Linked DNA regions of Mus musculus: regions 1 and 2 are each linked to region 3. A link is a contact called in public Hi-C data. All regions are on one chromosome and are shown on one strand. The core of a region is the stretch at or near the end of the contact, and the rest is flanking DNA. Distances in the headings are between cores, read along the strand shown.

What was found. A called contact is a pair of places that touch in the nucleus more often than the background predicts.
Region 1: a contact with region 3 is called in a Hi-C map of liver, with 2.3 times the contacts expected there. The contact joins two enhancer-like sites. A contact is called at or near these places in 6 of 484 Hi-C or Micro-C datasets (differentiating embryonic stem cells, embryonic heart, liver and 2 more) and 1 of 115 datasets of contacts at active chromatin or transcription factors (embryonic stem cells).
Region 2: a Hi-C map of liver shows a contact between it and region 3, with 4 times the contacts expected there. The contact joins two enhancer-like sites. A contact is called at or near these places in 1 of 15 datasets of contacts at CTCF or cohesin (stem cell-derived epiblast-like cells), 38 of 484 Hi-C or Micro-C datasets (3T3-L1-derived adipocytes, the AML12 cell line, B cells and 23 more), 5 of 115 datasets of contacts at active chromatin or transcription factors (the HPC-7 cell line, astrocytes, double positive thymocytes and 2 more) and 3 of 9 other capture datasets (adipose tissue, liver and pancreatic islet).

The regions. Positions count from the first base shown.
Region 1 is chr3:98,176,715-98,180,321 of GRCm38.p6, forward strand. No RefSeq gene overlaps it. Among named protein-coding and RNA genes, the nearest start is that of Adam30, 18 kb to the left of the region's middle. Within about 2 kb of position 1,722, at least 31 of the 459 cell types and tissues checked have an H3K27ac peak or open chromatin away from gene starts, as enhancers often do. A contact at or near this core is called in liver, where this site is marked.
Region 2 is chr3:98,309,407-98,313,080 of GRCm38.p6, forward strand. It overlaps Hmgcs2 (3-hydroxy-3-methylglutaryl-Coenzyme A synthase 2), which reads left to right. Exons shown (of 10, transcript NM_008256.4): 10 at 1-1,332. Among named protein-coding and RNA genes, the nearest start is that of Phgdh, 29 kb to the right of the region's middle. Within about 2 kb of position 1,950, at least 4 of the 459 cell types and tissues checked have an H3K27ac peak or open chromatin away from gene starts, as enhancers often do. A contact at or near this core is called in liver, where this site is marked.
Region 3 is chr3:98,241,152-98,244,314 of GRCm38.p6, forward strand. No RefSeq gene overlaps it. Among named protein-coding and RNA genes, the nearest start is that of Reg4, 21 kb to the left of the region's middle. Within about 2 kb of position 1,725, at least 11 of the 459 cell types and tissues checked have an H3K27ac peak or open chromatin away from gene starts, as enhancers often do. A contact at or near this core is called in liver, where this site is marked.

The DNA of each region.
Region 1 (3,607 bases), core at 472-2,971, 64 kb before region 3:
TATGCTGCTTTTGTTTTTTTCATTTTTATTATATTATTTCATTGTAATTTATACATCTCATGTTACTTCTTTGCTTGGCTTGTTTTTATTTTGAGGTGTTTTAAAAACGCATTTTTAATAATTCTTGAGAATTCTGTACGTGCTTTGATCATAGTCACCCCTCCCAGAGTTCCTCCTAGATTCTCCCTTCCCTTAGTTCCTACCCACTTAACTTCCTGTCTTTTCTCTCTCTTTTTTATCCTCGTTCATGACATCCAGCATGTGCTGGGATGGCTAAAGGTTTTTTTTTAATCATTTATAATCTTTCTGTTGAAGTATTTATAATGTTTATGAGACACTTGGATGTAGTAGTGTTGAGTGTGTAGTTCAGAAGAGAATTACTCAGACCCAGAGCCCTGGGTGCCTGCTCTAAGTTCTGTATTAATGAGTAGAATTTTAATGGGGACAGCAGCCACAGCTATCTGACACTACCGCTAAGCACCTGGAGTACTAACCAATTAATAACAGTAGCCCCTTGGGTTTCAAAGCTGTTGGAGAAAGCTAGAGAGATGGCTTGGTGATTAAGAACATGTATTGCTCTTCCAAAGGATCTGAATTTGATTCCCAGCACCTATATCAGGTGGTTCACAATTGCCAGTAACTGAAGTTCCAGGGGTATTTGGCCTCTGTACACACACACACACACACACACACACACACACACACACACACACACACATTTAAAATAGTAAAAAATTAAAACAACGTAGAAGAGTAAAAAAAGAAGGATAGTATGAAATATACTTGGATTTTAGTTCATAGGATTAGCAGTGAAGTGGGTAAGGTTAAGGATTAATCATTAGATAACCTTGCGGGAAAAAAATTAAAAATCAAGGTAGGTAAAGTTGCTAAGGGGAGAGGTAGGATACTGTTCGGGTCTGCAGATCTTAGTTAGAGACTTAGAGCTGTGGGAGTTTCTGTTTAAGAAGCAAAAGGAGGAGGAGATGAGGCTAAAAGAGAGATAAAAAGGCTTAGGAAGGGGAGGAGTCAATTGGGGAGGTGTGGCTAAAGAGAATAGTAAATATTACCTTACAGGGCACTGAGTAGAAAAACACAAAACCCAACTGAGCAATAGACAAACAAAAGTCAAACCACAGTGAGACACAAGTAGGAGGTAAAATAAGAGACAAAAAAATTACTTATGAGCTGAGTTGCTGGCCCAGCTGGGTTGAGTTGAAAGGTGACGTTCTGTGAGATCCATCTGGTTCTGCTGGGTTCCATGTGGTAGTGAGTAACAGAGGAGAGATTGGGAGCCATTGCTCTCTGCAGCCTTGGTCTTCTGGGACTCTTGGAGTCAGAGACCTGCTTATTCAGCATTCTCTGGTCCCACACTATTGCCTTATTCCTTGTGTTCTCTGGTCCCAAACTGCTCCCTGGTTCCTCAATGTTCTTACTGTAATTGGTTTTGTAACTGGCAGCTGGAAAATGTTAGAGAAGTGTGGTGGAGAAAAGGAGAAAAAGACCAAGACTCTTACAATGCAGAGCCCTTGCAGGTAACTCCAGGGAGGACTAAGAAACTGGTCTCAGAAATATGAATGCTATTAGGAATATGAATTCGATTGGAGAAAATGGCTCCCTTGTTATACCACCACAAAGAAATAGTGATTTGCGCCCTTACCACTCCATAGACGTCTGGACTGAAGTGATGGACTAAGGTTTCTGCTGGCAGAAATTCCAAAACAACATTATGCAATGGGCTGTGGATGGTTTTGGCTGAATTTAGCATGATTTGAGAGCAAAGGAAAGCATAGCAAAAGGCTTTGGAAAAATCTCAGCCTAGCCAAGGAAAACAGAAAAGTGTGTGTCAGAAAACAAAGCAGCATGGCAGAGTGCCCGTCTTCTAAGGAGACTGGCAAGGACAAAGGGCACCAGTCGCTTTGTGCCAGGACAGCAGGAAGGAGATCTGAGGGTATATTAGAATCTCTGAGGCTACTGCTTCCATGACAGGCCTGGAGCTCTGGCAGGCTGGAGTTGTTTCAAAGAAGGCCCTAGAACTCTATTTTGATCTGTGTTGGAACCTATCCCTCTGTCTTCCAAGGGAAAGGGCTCTGTGGCCATTCTGACCATTGTTCAAGCAGGCTGGGGTAGCTGACATGCCGGCATATGGTGAGGGTCTTCTTGGTGTACAGAATGCAAGAGTTGTGGGTTCATGGTGGCTTCCACTGAGGTTTCAACCTAAAGACTGAATGGGCAGGCAAAAGTATGCTTGATGGTCATAATCCCTGCAGGGACCTCTCACTATAGTGAGCTATACTGAGTTAAGCTATAAGAATGGACCATATTTGAGTATCCCAGAAAGGCAGAATGGCCAGCAGCATGTACTTCTGAAAGCCACCAATGTCAGAATGCAGTCAAAGAGAGCAACAGTGTAAGCAGCAGGGCCTTAGAGTGTCATAACCTAAGGCATGGGGTCCCCTCCAGTCCCACGTGCACAGAACACAGAGCTTCGGGCTTGAATTTTAATGGTTTCCTGCTGGGTTTCTGTCTTGCTCTGAATCGTCTTTTCCCATTTCCCTCCCTATTTCTCCCCTTCGAGACATGAATGTTCATCCTATCTCTGCCCCATCATGAATCGAAGAGGCAGGCATTTGGTTTTTGTTTTACAACCACTCACATCTGAGTTTGCATCATGTCTGAGACAAAATTTTGGATGGGAACCCTTGAGTAGTTCTACAAAGTGTTGGGGCTAAGATGATGAAATAAACATATTTGCATTGAGATATGGACCCGAGGGGCCAGAGAAAGAACACTATGGCTTGGGCATGGGCTGTCCTTTGAAAGGTGAATGTGCTGGGATTCTGTGTAGGTTTAGAAAACCTACTTTAATACAGGTTCTTAAATGCTTCAACCTCCGTTTTAGCCTATCACCCACCAGAAGTAATGGAAAAGAAAGGTTATTAGGACACGGGGAAGTGAACCTGTTTAGAAATGGTTCTTTGGGGCGATTCTGATCTTTGTTGTCAGGATATCAGCAGTTCAGCTCACAGTTGGATCCAGAAGAAAGCCAGAGGCTCTTCCAATTGTCCCGAGTCTGCAGAAGTAGCAAGAAGCTGCTGGAATATCCCAAGAAGTGCTTTGGCACCTTTTTTTTCCTATGGAAGTCACAATAAACAATGCTCACCAAAGAAGACAAGGTGAGCCAATACCATGAAGTGTCGTCAGTGAAGACCAGTGTCAGCAAAGCCCAACGAAGACTAGCAAAGCGTAGCAAGGTGAACCAATGCCACAGCATTCATTGTCCAGTGTCCGCTGGGTTATACTTGTATCCTTTCCAAATATCACATGTCCTCTCAAGCATCCACTCTAGCCACACCTCATGTGCCTCCCCCTGACCCCTAGCAGCTTCCTGAAAAACACCACCTGTCTGCTCTCAGCAAAGCATCCTCTCATAAGACAGTTTCCAGAAACATCACACAACTGAGTCTAAAGTAACCAGAGATTTCCACTTCAATTCTGTCTTGGGTATGATGTGGAAGAGGCACCGAGACTTTTATGTGGTGGGACTCAGCGAGAGTCATCAAAGGCCCTTCTTTGTACACTGGCTTCCTGTTTCAGGGTCTACTGTTTC
Region 2 (3,674 bases), core at 700-3,199, 68 kb after region 3:
TAAAATAATATGTGGCAATTAAAAAGAGAGAAGAAATTACTTGTATTTTCTAGAAGGCAAGACCTACTTACTCAGAGGACTGAACACTTACGTCACCACCCCATTAATTAATTCTCCACAAGTCTGGCCAGTTCTGCAAAGGAGTGTGGCAGATACAAGGCAAATAAAGACAGTGGCACAGAACACCCACTGCTTACTTCTCTGTCCTACAGACACCATATCCAGATGGAGCCAGCAGGTACTCAGTAGATAACTCCCCTTGACATAGGTGGCCAGTATTAGTTACCGAGACTAAAGGCAAAGCAAAATCCATAAGGTTGGCCAGGCATGATCATGCAGAACTGAAATCTCAGCACTTGGGAAGCCGAGGCAGGGCTGAGTTCAAGGCTGATACATGTGAACTTGGTCTACAGAGCAAGTTCCAGGACATCCAAGGCTATAAAGAGAAACAGTCTTGAAAAGCAACAACAACAACAGAAACAAACTCAAAAGGATGACGCAGAAGTAGAATCCTCTCTTCTTTGGGTAAAGAGAACACAGAGTCCTCATAAAACAGCAATGTTTTAGGAATGTGAGCATTGGGCACAAGCAAAGGGGAGAAAAGAGGGCAGGGGAGGGATAGGAAGGACAAGGGGTTCTAGTCTTCCATTGTCTTTTAGAAAAAGCTCTGGACAGAGGTTCTGTTGAACCTTGAGGGAAGCCAGCTGGCCGAGGAGCCTCAAACACACACATGAAATGCGGTGACGGCCATGTCCCACCACCAGCAGTAAAGCCGGGCGAGGCCCAGGCTGAGCAGCTAATCCAGCCCTAGCCCCTCCTCAGCCCCTCCATGCACATGAGACCCTCGATCTTTCCAGAACTTCTTGCAGGACCGTGCTCCCTTCTTAGGTCACTGCAGCCATGTCTGTCTACACGAAAGAGAAGCCAGTGTCCCCCTGGTTCAAGACAGGGACACAGAACCCACGAAGAGCTCTCTGCAGGGTCTTGACAGCCCCCCCTTTCTGTGTCCCATTGTTGGGCCCTGGTATTCCTCTACCAGAAGTCACATGGATTCAACTAGGGGATGATCTCAAAGTAACACTGTGGAACTGGGAAGATGGCCCAGGGAGTTAAGGCACCTGCTACTAACCTTGACAACCTGAGTTCCATCCCTGGGACCCCCATGGTAAAGAGATAACCCATTCCTGAAAGTGTCCTCTTGTTACCAAACTTGGGGTCACTGTTTCTACTATAAGAAATCAAGTTCAGCCACCTGTCCCCAAGAAGCCACCTGTGCACTTTGGCATGAATGTGTTCTATCCCTCAATAAAATGCATTTCAAAATTGTGTCAAGGTGCTGGCTGAGTGAATGATTGTTGTCACCACACAGCAGCTGAAGGACAAACCTCAACTCATAAGCAGAACACACTGGCTGTCAGTACCTAACCACCCTCACGCCATCACACACACACACACACACACACACACACACACACACAGACACACACAGACACACACAGACACACACACACACACACACACACACACACACACACACGTCTCTTGCTCTTTTCCTCATCAGCCTTTATATAAGGCCTGAGGAGGTTTTCCTTTGGCTACTCTGGGATACTCTTCATTCAAACTGACTGTCCAGGAGTTAGCATTTAAGGCCAGTTCTATAATGCCATTCCAACATTTACCCCGACTCACTGCCGATATACTTGAGAGTGAAACTCCACTCTACAAGTTTCAGGGATTGGATGTCACAAGGTAGAATATCAGAAATGGCACTGATTGGGGGCAAACACCTTTCTTCACTTCATAAAGTCAACCCAAAGTGATTCCCCAGACACCAACATCCTCTGCTCAAATGACTTCTTCCCTAGAAGATCCCCTAGGAGAATCTTTATAGTCTTTAGCCATGCCCACAAGACTGCTGGTGCTGGGTCTGGCATAGCTGTGTAAGGGAAGGTGTGACACAATTCCTGACCCTGGAGCATCACCAGGCCATTAATCCCATGCCCTCCAACATGTGCTGATGGTTGCTGTTGCCCAAAGTTGATCTTCTGTCTTTACTACTCACTTTCAGTCTTTCTCTCTGAAGAATAGACTTCCCCCCATTACTCAGAGCTAATCATGGCATAGTAAATGAAATAGATGCAGTACTCAGTAATGAGGAATGGAGATGGTCATGAGGTTATGGAGGGCGAGGAACAGGCCCTCCACTTGGCCTTTAGGGCCATGGGAAAGGATCTAGACAATATAACCACAGAGGCCATAAAAGCCTATATGGTCCTTTGTAGAAGTGGTTCATTGCCAGACTTGGCCTTGAATTTGGAATCATGAAGAAGAACACGTACTCTCCAGTTCAATGACTGCTGCATTGATTAGCCAGGATGAACTTGGAGACTTCAAGGATAGAGAGTTAGAGTGAAATCAGGAAAAAAAGGGTATGGATAGAAAAAGTAGGAATTTATACATAATTTAGGAATAAATAGTGTTAGAAGGAGAGTACATGAGGCTATGGAATTGCTAGGATAAGGAAATGGAGACTAGGGGCCTGGAGAGATGGCTCAGTGGTTAAGAGCACTGACCGCTCTTCCAGAGGTCCTGAGTTCAATTCCCAGAAACCACATAGTGGCTCACAACCATTTGTAATGGGGTCCGATGCCCTCTTCTGGTGTCATAAATCTTTTTATAAAAGGAAATGAAGATTAGAGAATTAAGAGATGATGTGGAAGCATATAAAAAGTTAGTGTTGTTTTTCTAGCTGATTGAAGAATTGGAGATGACAATGCCTGGAAGGATATTAGAGAGCACTGTTTAATTTTTCTACTTACATAAATTCAAAACTTTGTAAGGAATCATTTTAATTTTAGTAGTTTGTCACTTTTCTATTCTTACATGGAAGCAGTTACTAAAGACTACTGTCTGCTGTAATGAAACTTGGAAGAGCTCTGCCCAGCTACCTGTGAAGAACAGGCTGTGTAAACCTATAAGGAAATGTGTGCTTGCTTTGTGCTCAGTTCTGCTCTAAGGAAATGGGGGCTGGGACTATTGATCCAGACTCAGAGTTGATGTAAATCTAAGAATTCTTGATAATTATTAACAGTGACCAAAGCCTTGAGGATGTAGCCTTAGTAAATAAAAGGCTGTCTTCAGTCTCTCTCTGGGTATTACAATTAAGCTGAAGTTGAAGAATAAAGAGTACTGAGAATCGTCAGGGAACAGAGAGAGTACCTGAACCAGCAGCTTGCATCTAATACTGACTCGGAGTCATTATTGAATCAGCACCGTCCCCATTCCCAGCTTTCTCAGGACTCTCCTCATGCTGAGGCTGGACCTCAGCAGGTGCAGGAGGTAGCCACTTTGAATTCTTCAAAAGCAAGTCATTATTCAGTTATAAAACTAGCTCTAGATCAAGTGCAGCTAACTGGAGGGCATTCCTTAGAATGAGTGATACCTCAGGTTTGAGATCTTCCAATGGGGGAGGGGGTGGTGGTCGTGAATTCTGCCTTTTCAGTTTGTGGGAGGTTGTGATTGGCCAAGGGCCACTACTGCAAAGAAATGCCCCCATACTCTCCCACATGACCTTCAAACTACTTCCTCCTCCCCAGACCCGGAATCTCTACACCGCTGCAGCATATGACCTGTGTGTTTAGCCACATCCAGAAGACCCTAACCTTCCTCTATAT
Region 3 (3,163 bases), core at 475-2,974:
GCTCACCTGCACCTACGCCACTAGAGCCAGCTCTACTGTGCTGCCCAGTTGCGGTGTGGGGGCCCACTCTCCTGACTGCTGCAGTTGGTGAGGGACAGGGCTAGCTTTCCCTCCTGCAGGTGGCAAGGGGCAAGGCACGGGGAGAACATCACCCCTGAACCCACATCACTTCATTTCCCACGCTCATGACCTTGGGTAGGCTCACCCCTCACTCCCAACACGTGCAAACCAGGGCCAGTTCTACTGTGCTGCCCAGGCAAGGTGCAGGGCCTGCTCTCTAGAGTTTGGCAGCCAGTGAGAGGTGGGGCCAGCTCTGCACAGTTCTTGGACATCTACATGGTTCCAGGTGGCTGCCTGGAAGTCTGCATGGCCTTTAGTGGTAATACGAGTCACAGACATCAACACAGACCTCTGTTGTTGCATGGCTATGAACCCTAACGTGCAGTAGCAGCAGCAGCAGCATGGGCTGGGGTGTCATCATGGCCTCCGGAGGCAGGGCAGGCCACTCATAACAGGCTATCCCTCCCCACTCCTCAGCAGTTCCACCTCTTCACAGTGCTCAAACTGTTCCGTTTCTCTCTCTCCCTTCTGTCCAACACATACTTGCACATTGTAGTGTGGCTCCATTGCGGGTAGTCCATGGAGCTGGTAAGCCTCTAGGTGTCTTGCACTCACCTGCACTGTGTGGCAAAGTGACAGGCAGGCCTCTGTGTGTCTCCTGCCTGCATAAGCTGTGTGGCTGTGTGGGATGGAGGCAGGAAGGTCTCTAGGTCTTCATTCTCTCTCTCTCTCTCTCTCTCTCTCTCTCTCTCTCTCTCTCTTTCTTTCTCTCCCTTCCTCTCTCTCTTTTTCTTTCTTTCTTTCTTTCTTTCTTTCTTTCTTTCTTTCTTTCTTTCTTTCTTTCTCTCTCTTCCTTCCTCTCTCTCTCTTTCTCTCTCTCTCTTTCTTTCTTTCTTTCTTTCTTTCTTTCTTTCTTTCTTTCTTTCTTTCTTTCTTTCTTTCAATGATCTCTCTATATATGTCTGTGCACATGTTGCTGCAGAAGCTTGCAAAATCCAGAAGAGGGTGTCAGATCCTCTGGAGCAAGAGTAACCGGCAGTTGTAAGCAGGTTGACTAGGGTGTTGTTGAGGGAGAGTTGAACAGTCTGCGCTCTCAACCACCAAGCCATCTTCCCAGAACTCTCTCTTCTGTTGACGATTTCTGATGAGATGACTCCCTTTCCCAGGAGCCTTTCCTATGCCACTAGCCTTTTGCTCTTAGCTTCTAGAGCACACAGCCTCTGCCCAACTCTCATTGACATTTTAACCATTTGTTAATTCAATGTGTGCTTGTCTTCCAGACTTCAATTCTTTATACAATGAGACCCTTGAACTAACGCGTCAAGGTCAAGTTCAATGTGGCTAAGTGCAGTGATTCGATGCAGGGCAATAAGGACTTTAGCATTCAAATTCATTTCTTTCAACTAAGTATAAGCCAGACAAAGTAGGTCTGCTGACCTTTGTCCATGGGGACTAGCTGATAACCCTAGAATGAACAACTCACTCTTTTGTTCAACTTGTATTTGGATCATGTAGTTCCCTAAGTCGGGGTCAGCCTCTGAGGTCACTGGGACGGCTACAACAAAATAACAGTGAAAATAAAAATAGAAGGATGTACACAGTAGTGACGGGTCGTGTGTCCTGCTGGAGGGCAGACCAGGCTGTTTGCAGTCAGGGGACAGACAAATACAGGTGTGTAAACAGGCCTCAATAGTAGAGTTTATGACTAAGATCAATATCCTGTCCTGCAGCCTGTGGGCCCCATGAAGACAGCTGGAAACGTAGACTTAGGGACAAAGTTTAGACAAAAAGGAATCTGCAGCAGAAGTTTAATTTGTAAGTGGATTAGAATTAGAGCCTCTTTTGGTTCTGGAATACGTCATTAGAGAATAGCAAATGTCCTACTGACTGGTTGTTCCATATCGATATTTTTAAATGTTACATTGTATTTATTTGTTTTGTAAGTGTGTCCGTGTGTATGCTTGTGTGGAGGCCAGAGGTCAATGGGTCCGTGTGTATGCTTGTGTGGAGGCCAGAGGTCAATGTCAGAGACCATCTTCAATCACCTTATTTTCCGATGCAGGGTCTCCACTGAGCCTAGAGCTTGCCAATTAGGGTAGAGAGCCTGGCCAATAAGCTTTAACAGTTCCTCTGATTCTGTCTCCTGGGTGCTGGGACTACACGGCCATGCCCTGGGATCTGAACTCAGGTCCTAATGTTTGAGTAGCAAGCACTCTATCAATCCAACCATCTCCCTACCTGTTCTGTCCCAAACTCCAAGCCTCTAAGTACCACTGAAACAGGAGGATTACTGGTATATTCAGCATTCCTCAGGAGCCTGTGGAACCAGTCTCTGCCTGCCAGGAAGAGTCACTTCCCTCATCTTCCCCCTACCTCTGACAAATGGAGCATCTGGTTCTCTATTAGCACATACTCAAAGCCCCATGCCATCGCCCAAGCTGTTCTGACACACGTCCCTCCCTGTGGCTTCCTGCTCTCTTTATAACTGGCAGGTTTCTCCCTTGCCTTTTTGCTACCTTCCATGTCCCTGAGAGGCAGCCATGGCTGCTTTGGACTCCTCCAAATGCCTCTGGCTATCCTCTACCACAGAGAGATAGCCCTGCAGAAGTTTCAGATTTACAATAAACCTTCTTCCCACCCGTGGAGTGGTCTAGTTTGTTGGTTTCACTGTGCGCTCACCCGACTATCCTGAGTTTAGAATTAAACAATGAATAGGTCTAGAACTGAGTAACGCAGAAAAGTGCGATAAAGACATAGCATACATCTTTATTGTTGTGTACATTACTAATCAAAATGGAATCCTCACACGCTTATGAGTAGGTGTTACAATAGTAAAAGATATTAATATATGTACAAAAAATATCTGTGTGTGGTGGTGCCCACTTTTGATCCTGGCACTAAGGAGGCAGAGGTAAGAAGGTCTCTATGAATTTGGTACCTGTTTGATCTACATTGCAGGTTCCAGGCAAGCCAGAGCAGCAGTGTGAGACCCTGCCTCAAAAAGCAAAAGCAAGGGCTGGAGAGATGGCTCAGCGGTTAAGAGCACTGACTGCTCTTCCAGAAGTCCTGAGTTCAAATCCCAGCAACCACATGGTGGCTCACA